Regions from separate parts of the Mus musculus genome. Here region 2 is linked to region 1. Evidence: chromatin contacts called from public promoter capture Hi-C data. All regions are on one chromosome and are shown on one strand. Each heading gives the region's core, a stretch centred on a gene start, on an enhancer-like site or on the middle of the called end of the contact. The rest is flanking DNA. Distances are from core to core; before and after follow the strand shown.

The links. Capture Hi-C pulls out chosen DNA fragments and counts their contacts.
Region 2: a promoter capture Hi-C map of liver shows a contact between it and region 1. The contact joins two enhancer-like sites. A contact is called at or near these places in 3 of 9 other capture datasets (adipose tissue, liver and pancreatic islet).

Annotation. Positions count from the first base shown.
Region 1 is chr11:103,866,949-103,870,447 of GRCm38.p6, forward strand. All of the region lies in intron 12 of Nsf (N-ethylmaleimide sensitive fusion protein), which reads right to left. Among named protein-coding and RNA genes, the nearest start is that of Gm35311, 9.8 kb to the left of the region's middle. Within about 2 kb of position 1,258, at least 14 of the 459 cell types and tissues checked have an H3K27ac peak or open chromatin away from gene starts, as enhancers often do. A contact at or near this core is called in liver, where this site is marked.
Region 2 is chr11:103,977,617-103,981,256 of GRCm38.p6, forward strand. The region is part of intron 3 of Arf2 (ADP-ribosylation factor 2); the gene reads left to right. Among named protein-coding and RNA genes, the nearest start is that of Arf2, 13 kb to the left of the region's middle. Within about 2 kb of position 1,950, at least 53 of the 459 cell types and tissues checked have an H3K27ac peak or open chromatin away from gene starts, as enhancers often do. A contact at or near this core is called in liver, where this site is marked.

The DNA.
Region 1 (3,499 bases), core at 8-2,507:
TGAGGCCAGCCTGGTCTACTACAACTTTGCCTAAAAACATAAAGAGAATGTGTTACGAGGGGCTTTGGGTATGAGGGTATGGAGGTACACAGAGGATGTTTACCAAGGCTGGCAACAGCTAGTGCAGAGATGCCGAATGTCCCCACCCCCGGGGCATGAGTATGCCATTTAGTCTAATCTGCACATTATACACTGCATACATGTATTAGAATCTAGCCTATAAATATGGCTAATTGTTGTATATGTCAATTATATATATATTTTTTAAAAATTTAAGTCAGACATTGTGGCTTATTATGTGCAATCCCAGCAGTTGGGAGGCTGGGGCAGGAGGAGACAGTTCTAGGCTAGCCTGGGCTACACGGTGAAGACAGTTAGGGAGGAGTTCTAGGCTAGCCTGGGCTACATGGTGAAGCCAGTTAGGGAGAAGAGAGTTCTAGGCCAGCCTGGGCTACATGGTGAAGATATGGAGGAGAGAGTTCTAGGCCAGCCTGGACTACATGGTGAAGACAGGAAGAAGAGAGAGAGTTCTAGGCTAGCCTGGAATACACAGTGAAGATAGTTAGGGCTGCACAGAAGATCCTGAGTCAACCACAGAAGGTTATAAATGAATTAAATTGGCTACGAGTTGAGGGAGGAGAATAAGCTGTTTTCAGGCACTCCAGGAATTATTAAAGTTACCCAACTATAAATAATATTATAGTGCTAAATTACTTCTTGTTCATTAGAATAAATGTTGAGTTTTTCCTAGCTAACAGTTACTATTTTATCAACATCAATACAATTTTACTTTTAAAAAATCAACAATTCTGAACTTCTACTCATTTAAAAACCCTTTCCCCAATTTGGTTGAGCTGACAAGCTATTTTCTGCCTTTTATTTGTGCCAGCTGATCAATACAGAAACAGTGACACCTTCCAGCTGAGACACAAACTCATAAGCTCGTATTTCAACACCAGCAAATATCAGTGGTCACCCTTACGCTTCGTGACCTTCTAAACCTGACCTTTCCAGGCTCTCGTCATTCCTCTGAAATTAAGCAGGGGACGACTTTAATCAGCTAAAAGGTCTCTGGAAAAGAAGTCATTTTACTAAAGTTCACCAACACAGCTAAGGGAAGAAATCTGAGTTATGAATCTTCTCTACCTGTAGCAGAATTCCTCTCAACATAAAAACAACCAGATGTCACATGAGTTTTAGTTAAACAAACACAGGTTCAAGTACAACGACACAAACACCAGGCAGTTCATGACTATGCTTCCTGCTTGTTACAAAAAACCGAAGACTGCCATCCACCAGGAAGGCCCCTCTTGTCGACCTAGCTCAGTCTTTGCTTTGGCCCAATTGTTTTGAAAAGGAAATAGAAGTAAAACCAACATTTTTTTGGACCTTGAAAACAGAATATCATAATGACTTGCTGGTTACTGTAAATGTTTTAAAGTTCTAAAACCAACTTTTAAATTTTATTTAAGTTTATTATTAGTATGCTGGGTGGCAGTAGCACGTGCCTCTAATTCCAGCACTTGGGAGGGGGAGGCAGGTAGATCTCTCAGAGTTGGAGGCCAACTTGGTCTACAGGGCGAGTTCCAGGATAGCCAGGGCTACACAGAAAAACTGTTTCTGATAACAACAACAAAAAATGGGGAGAGAGGGAGAGAGAGAGAGAGGGAGAGAGAGAGAGAGAGAGAGTTGTGTATGTGCGTGGATGCAGATGCACGGACTGTGTGGGTTGGAGCATGCCTGACACTATGTGCCTGTGGATGTCAGGGGACAACTTGGAAGAATTACTTCTTTCCTACCAGGTGAGTCCTAGGGTAGAACTCTGGTTGTCAGGCTTGGCAGCAAGCACCTTTACCAACTGAGTCATCTCACTGACCCCTTACTAACACTGATGTGCAGGCCTGGAGACCTTAAGACTCCCTGAGCGCACAGGAAGACAGAAGAAAACCAGCTTCAGCAGGGTTGCCCTTTGCCCTCCACACAAGTGCCCTGGCGTGTGTGTACACTGCAAACTTCCCCCTTTCTCATCCACACGGTACTAAATGGACGATTTAAAAATAATACACATGTAGGCTTATTGCTTTACAAAATACACATGGGTTGGGAGATGACTCAGCAACTAAGGGCACTTGCTGCCCACTGCCCATCCCCACCCCCAAATAAATGGATAAATTTAATAAAAAATGTAAAGACTACATGTACATGCTGCTCAGTGTTCACCTTCTGTGAACTGTGGGATATTCCAGGATGAATAAGATGTGGACTTAAAGGTTAGAATATTGATGAGCAAACATTTTCTGAATAGCCTTTATAGGCCACATATTCCGCAGCAAAAGCGGCTCAGCCATTACTGCATAGCCACAGCCACAGCCACAGCCACACACAGTGATGGATAAGACTCTGTACGTTTAGCTTTATTCAGAGAACTCGTGGTGGCTGGGTCTGACCAAGTGCAGTCTAGAACCAACCACAGGGAGCCCCCAAATAACGGAGACGTGCTCAACCTCAGGCCGTTACTTCCTGTCTGATCTGCTCTCTTGTCCCGTGTCACCAACTCCACTCCTACCTGACACAGCTGCAGAGAGATCTTCTGTTTTGACGCTCTGTCACTACTGCTCTCAAACCTCTGCAAGGGGAAGAGTCTGCACTTCTCCGCAGAGAATGAAAGGCTCTTTGTGCTCATCCTCAGCTTTGGCTCCCGGCTTTCCCAGCACTACCTCTAGGGTCCACGCTGAAACAATAGGAAGTTACTCTAGCCCATCACTCTACTTGTGTCCCTGTGCCTCTGCCGATGCTCCTTTTATACGCATCCTTCTGGAAGAAGCCTCTGTGAAGGCTTCTCTGTGCCATGAGATGACCACACCAGTGCTTTGTCTCTTCCTGTATTGTGCATTACTACTGCTTTCTAACCTTGTGTGTGAAGGTGGATGCATGCTGATTAACAGCAGGCAGTTACATTCTTTGCAGTTACAGCTTCCACTCTTTGTACAGTACATGGCATGTAGCTGGTACTAAACCTGTCTGTGTGTGTGTGTGTGTGTGTGTGTGTATGTGTTTGTGTTGGAACAGAATCTTGCTATGTGATCCTGGCTGGTCTTGTACTTTGTCTGTACCTCAAGCAGTCTTTAAACTTAAAGCTAACTTTTCCCCTTAGACGCCAACTACTGAGCTATAGCCTGTATCAGCAGGTCAGTAATAAATCCATTTTGTAGTTACGTTTTTTTGTTTTTTGTTTTGGTTTTTTGGGATAGACAGCCCTGGCTGTCCTGAATCTTACTCTGTAGATCATGCTGGCCTTGAACTCAGAGATCCGTCTGTCTCTGCCTTCTGATTGCTGAGATTAAAGGTTATGTGCCACCACTGCTTGGTATATCTATATTGTTTTAGAAATTATTGTTTATTAGTGTGTGTGCATGTGTGTGTGTGTGTGTGTGTGTGTGTGTGTGTGATGGGGAGGGCAGCATGTGAGACAGTGCATATGGACTTTGTGGAGTTAGAG
Region 2 (3,640 bases), core at 700-3,199, 110 kb after region 1:
TGTTGAGTATGACAGACCTTAATGAATGTCTGTAATTCTCCATTAAGACATTAAAAGCTGGGCCTGGTGCTACAGGCCTGAAGTACTCAGAATGCCAAGGGAGAATCACAAGTTCAAAGTCTGCCAGGGCTGCTGAATAAATTCAAGACCAGCCTCGTCAACTTTGCAAGATGTTTTTAAAAAAAAATTTTTTTTTTTTCTACCCCGAGGATGTAACTCAGAGCTCGGGGCTAGAATGCTTTGCCAGTGTGCTGGAGGTCAGCCCCATGCTGGCTTACCTGTTAGACTAGAATCTAGACTCTCTGATTTCCTAACTGATAACTCTAGAGTACATAAAATGGCTCTTTAGTTCTGACATGGATTTTTCTCTTTGATTTGTGGGCTCAGTTTTGGTGGGAGGGTGGCAGTTTGAAACAGGGTCTTTTTGTGTAGCTCTGGCTGTCCTGGAACTCTAAATCTGTAGACTAGGTTGGCCTTGAACTCAGGAATACACCTGCCTTTGCCTCCCAAGTGCTAGGACTAAGGCGTGCACCACCACCATCCATTTAATTACTGAGTGGCAGTTTATCTCTCAAAAGAAAAGAGAAGAGAAAGGGATACAAAGAGAACAGGTTTATTTCTCAGTTTACCTCCCCCACACAACCATATTTATTTCTTTTGTTTACACATACTTTTTTCTACAAGTGTAGCTAATATGATAAATATAATTGTTTATAATATAGTACATATATACATTATACATATGCATAATACAATATATCACAATATAATACATAAGATATATTCCATGATATAATACATATAAAATAATATAATATAATACATATATTTCCCTTACTTGCAGGGTGAGGGGCAAGGCTGAGATCAAACCTAGGCCCTTCCATATGCTAAGCAAGTGCTCTTCTTGATATGTAGGTGAGGCTTGCCTGGAATTCATGGTCCTCCAGCTATATATGGCTCCTCTACAAACTCCTCATGTATCAGTGTGCCTTTTCTCTTGTAAGTGTAGTCATTCTGATGGTGGTTTCCTAGATAAAGACCTGCATTAAAATAGTACAAAGTAGGACCTACTATAAAATTTAATTTATTATTTTTTTTCCAAGACAGAGTTTCTCTGTGTAGCCCTGGCTGTCCTGTACTCACTTTGTAGACCAGGCTGACCTCGAACTAACAGAGATCCACCTGCCTCTGTCTCTTGAGTGCTGAGATTAAAGGCATGTGTCACCACACACAGCTTCTATTTTATTTTTATTTTTTTAAAGATTTATGTATTTTTTTATTAGCATTGATGTTTTGGCTACTTATATGTCTGTATGAGGATGTCAGATCCCTTAAAACTAGAGTTACAGACAGTTGTGAGCCTCCATGTGGGTGCTGGGAATTGAACCCAGGTCCTATGGAAGAACAGCCGGTGCTCTTAACCATTGAGCCATTTCTCCAGCCCCCTATTTTATTCTTAAGGAAAAATATTTTATTTAAAATACTCTATTTTAAAGCACCTGGTTTGGCTCTTGATCTCAGAGGACCCCACCCATGGCCGCTTGGGTCTCATTCACACGAACAGCGTCACCTTTTTGGGAGTATACAGTAGAGGACATGGCGTTTTTCGTGTGTTAGCAAAGTGAGAACAGTCACTTGTGCTCTGTGGGTTTCGCATTGGCAGCTAAGGCTCTGCTTGAATTTCCACATCAGTGGTCTACTTAGTCAGAATTGGAATCCAGAACTTCAGGTAGCATACCAATCCTGTGTGGGTAGGGACTTGAATTTTCCCTTTTTAATCTGATGTGATATATCAGACACAGCCTTGACTTACATGAAAATTCTAAGCATGTCAGAAGCCTTGAGAGCTCTTGTCTGCTGGGTAGACTGCCTGGAGGGCCTGGGACACACAGAGGCACGGGCAGAGGACTAGGCCCAGTTTTCTCCCTTGGACAGTTGTGAAATCTCTGTCATCTGACCCTACTTCCTTCTCTACTAGAGTCTCTCCTCCTGCAGTCTCCCCATGAAAAGTGCCCTGAGCTGGGCACAAGCGCAGTTCTCTCAGCAGCTTACTGTATCTTCAGTCCCTCTGCCTCTGTCCTGTCCTGTGGACTTCCTGTGGGGTTTTTCTGCTGCCTTGTTTCCTCATGGAGCTCTTGAAGGTACCTTGACCCCGTCGATGGCCCTTCTAATATCTGCAGAGACCCATCAGTCTCTGACCAAGTGTTTTCTTCCAGGCAGTTTCCCCATTTGAATCACTTGACCTGGCGTCTGATAATCTGCTGACACTTTGAGACCTCCAGAGTGCCTACAATTTAAGAGTGTTAGGGTCCAGCCCTGTAGTATTCCCACCACGATCCGATTGAGGTCCAGAAGAATCTGCTTGTTTCCATTCACATCCCAGAAATAGAGTAGCTGTCACTACTGGTTGTTCAACCTAGGATCCAGGAAGTTCTTTGGATAACTGGGTCACATTTTTGTCTCAAAGGCCTTGCTTTTACCCAAACATCAACTTGTTATTGTTATTGTCATTGTGGAATACTGACTGAGTCGCTGCCCACCCCTGTAGATTCTTCCTGCTTTACTGCTTCCTCCACCAATAAGGCAAGTCTATACAGGTTTTAGCCCTTCCTTTAGTTGTAATGTGGTGCTTCCTTCAGCCTGCTCTGGCTTTTTGACCTCCTGAGATTTCTCTGCTGATACAGTGGAAGCTGCAAGGCTGACACCCACTACTCTGAGCTGGGCTGCCTTGCACAGTTTAGACTCTTATTTTGAAGGACACAATGACTTTTGTCCTCAGCTATAGCGGGGTGGGGTCCCCCAGCCACCCTTACTTCCTGCTGGGTGGTTATAATTCGGCAGCTTTCACTCCACTAGCTGGTTTACTAGCTTGTGAGGATGAAGCACAGACTCAGGATAGACTCTACTTGAAATCACAGTTTTATTACAGCAAAGGACATACATGCAGCAGTGAACAGGAAAGACCCTAGAGGGTGCCTGCCAGCCACAGCTTCTATTGTCCACTGTTCCAGAATTCAGGGAGCAACCCTTTTCTGCTAGCACATGAATGTGAGATAGTGAACAGTGCTGCCCCCAGGGAGGCCTGTGTGAGCTCCTCGAAGCATTGTTTTATTGGGACTTCATTATAGAGGCACATGGAGTGAATTGTTTGACCATGTGAGTTAAACCCCAGCCTCCCTCCTTCCCCAGAGGCAGTCTTATTAGTATAAACTAGCTGGTGGGCTCCCCACCATCAAAGACTCCCCTCCCATTGAAAGTTCTGTTGACAAAAGGACAACCAAAGTCTTTACTGTGGGTGTCCATAGACTCTTGACATCCTCACAAATGTGACCTAAAAATGTTGAGGGTTTTATAACTTTCAGGTGCCTTGGGTATGTATGGAAGGACAAACAATTTCCCTTTTTGTCTCATGGGGACAAACAGCTTTCATATGACTTGGAATGTCCAGTAGCATCCAGCACTGTTTGCCTGGGAGCTGCCACCTTGACTGTTCATTTTTGTGTTGCCTGTCTTTCCTTCAGGCTTCCTCCCTCAAGCCCTTCTACCTGCTTTCCTGGGACCACTTCCAAGGCAGCAGACCCACTCCTAGCCTTCAGGTCACTCTCTGTTTTAGGGATCATCCTTAAACACTGTCACTGTA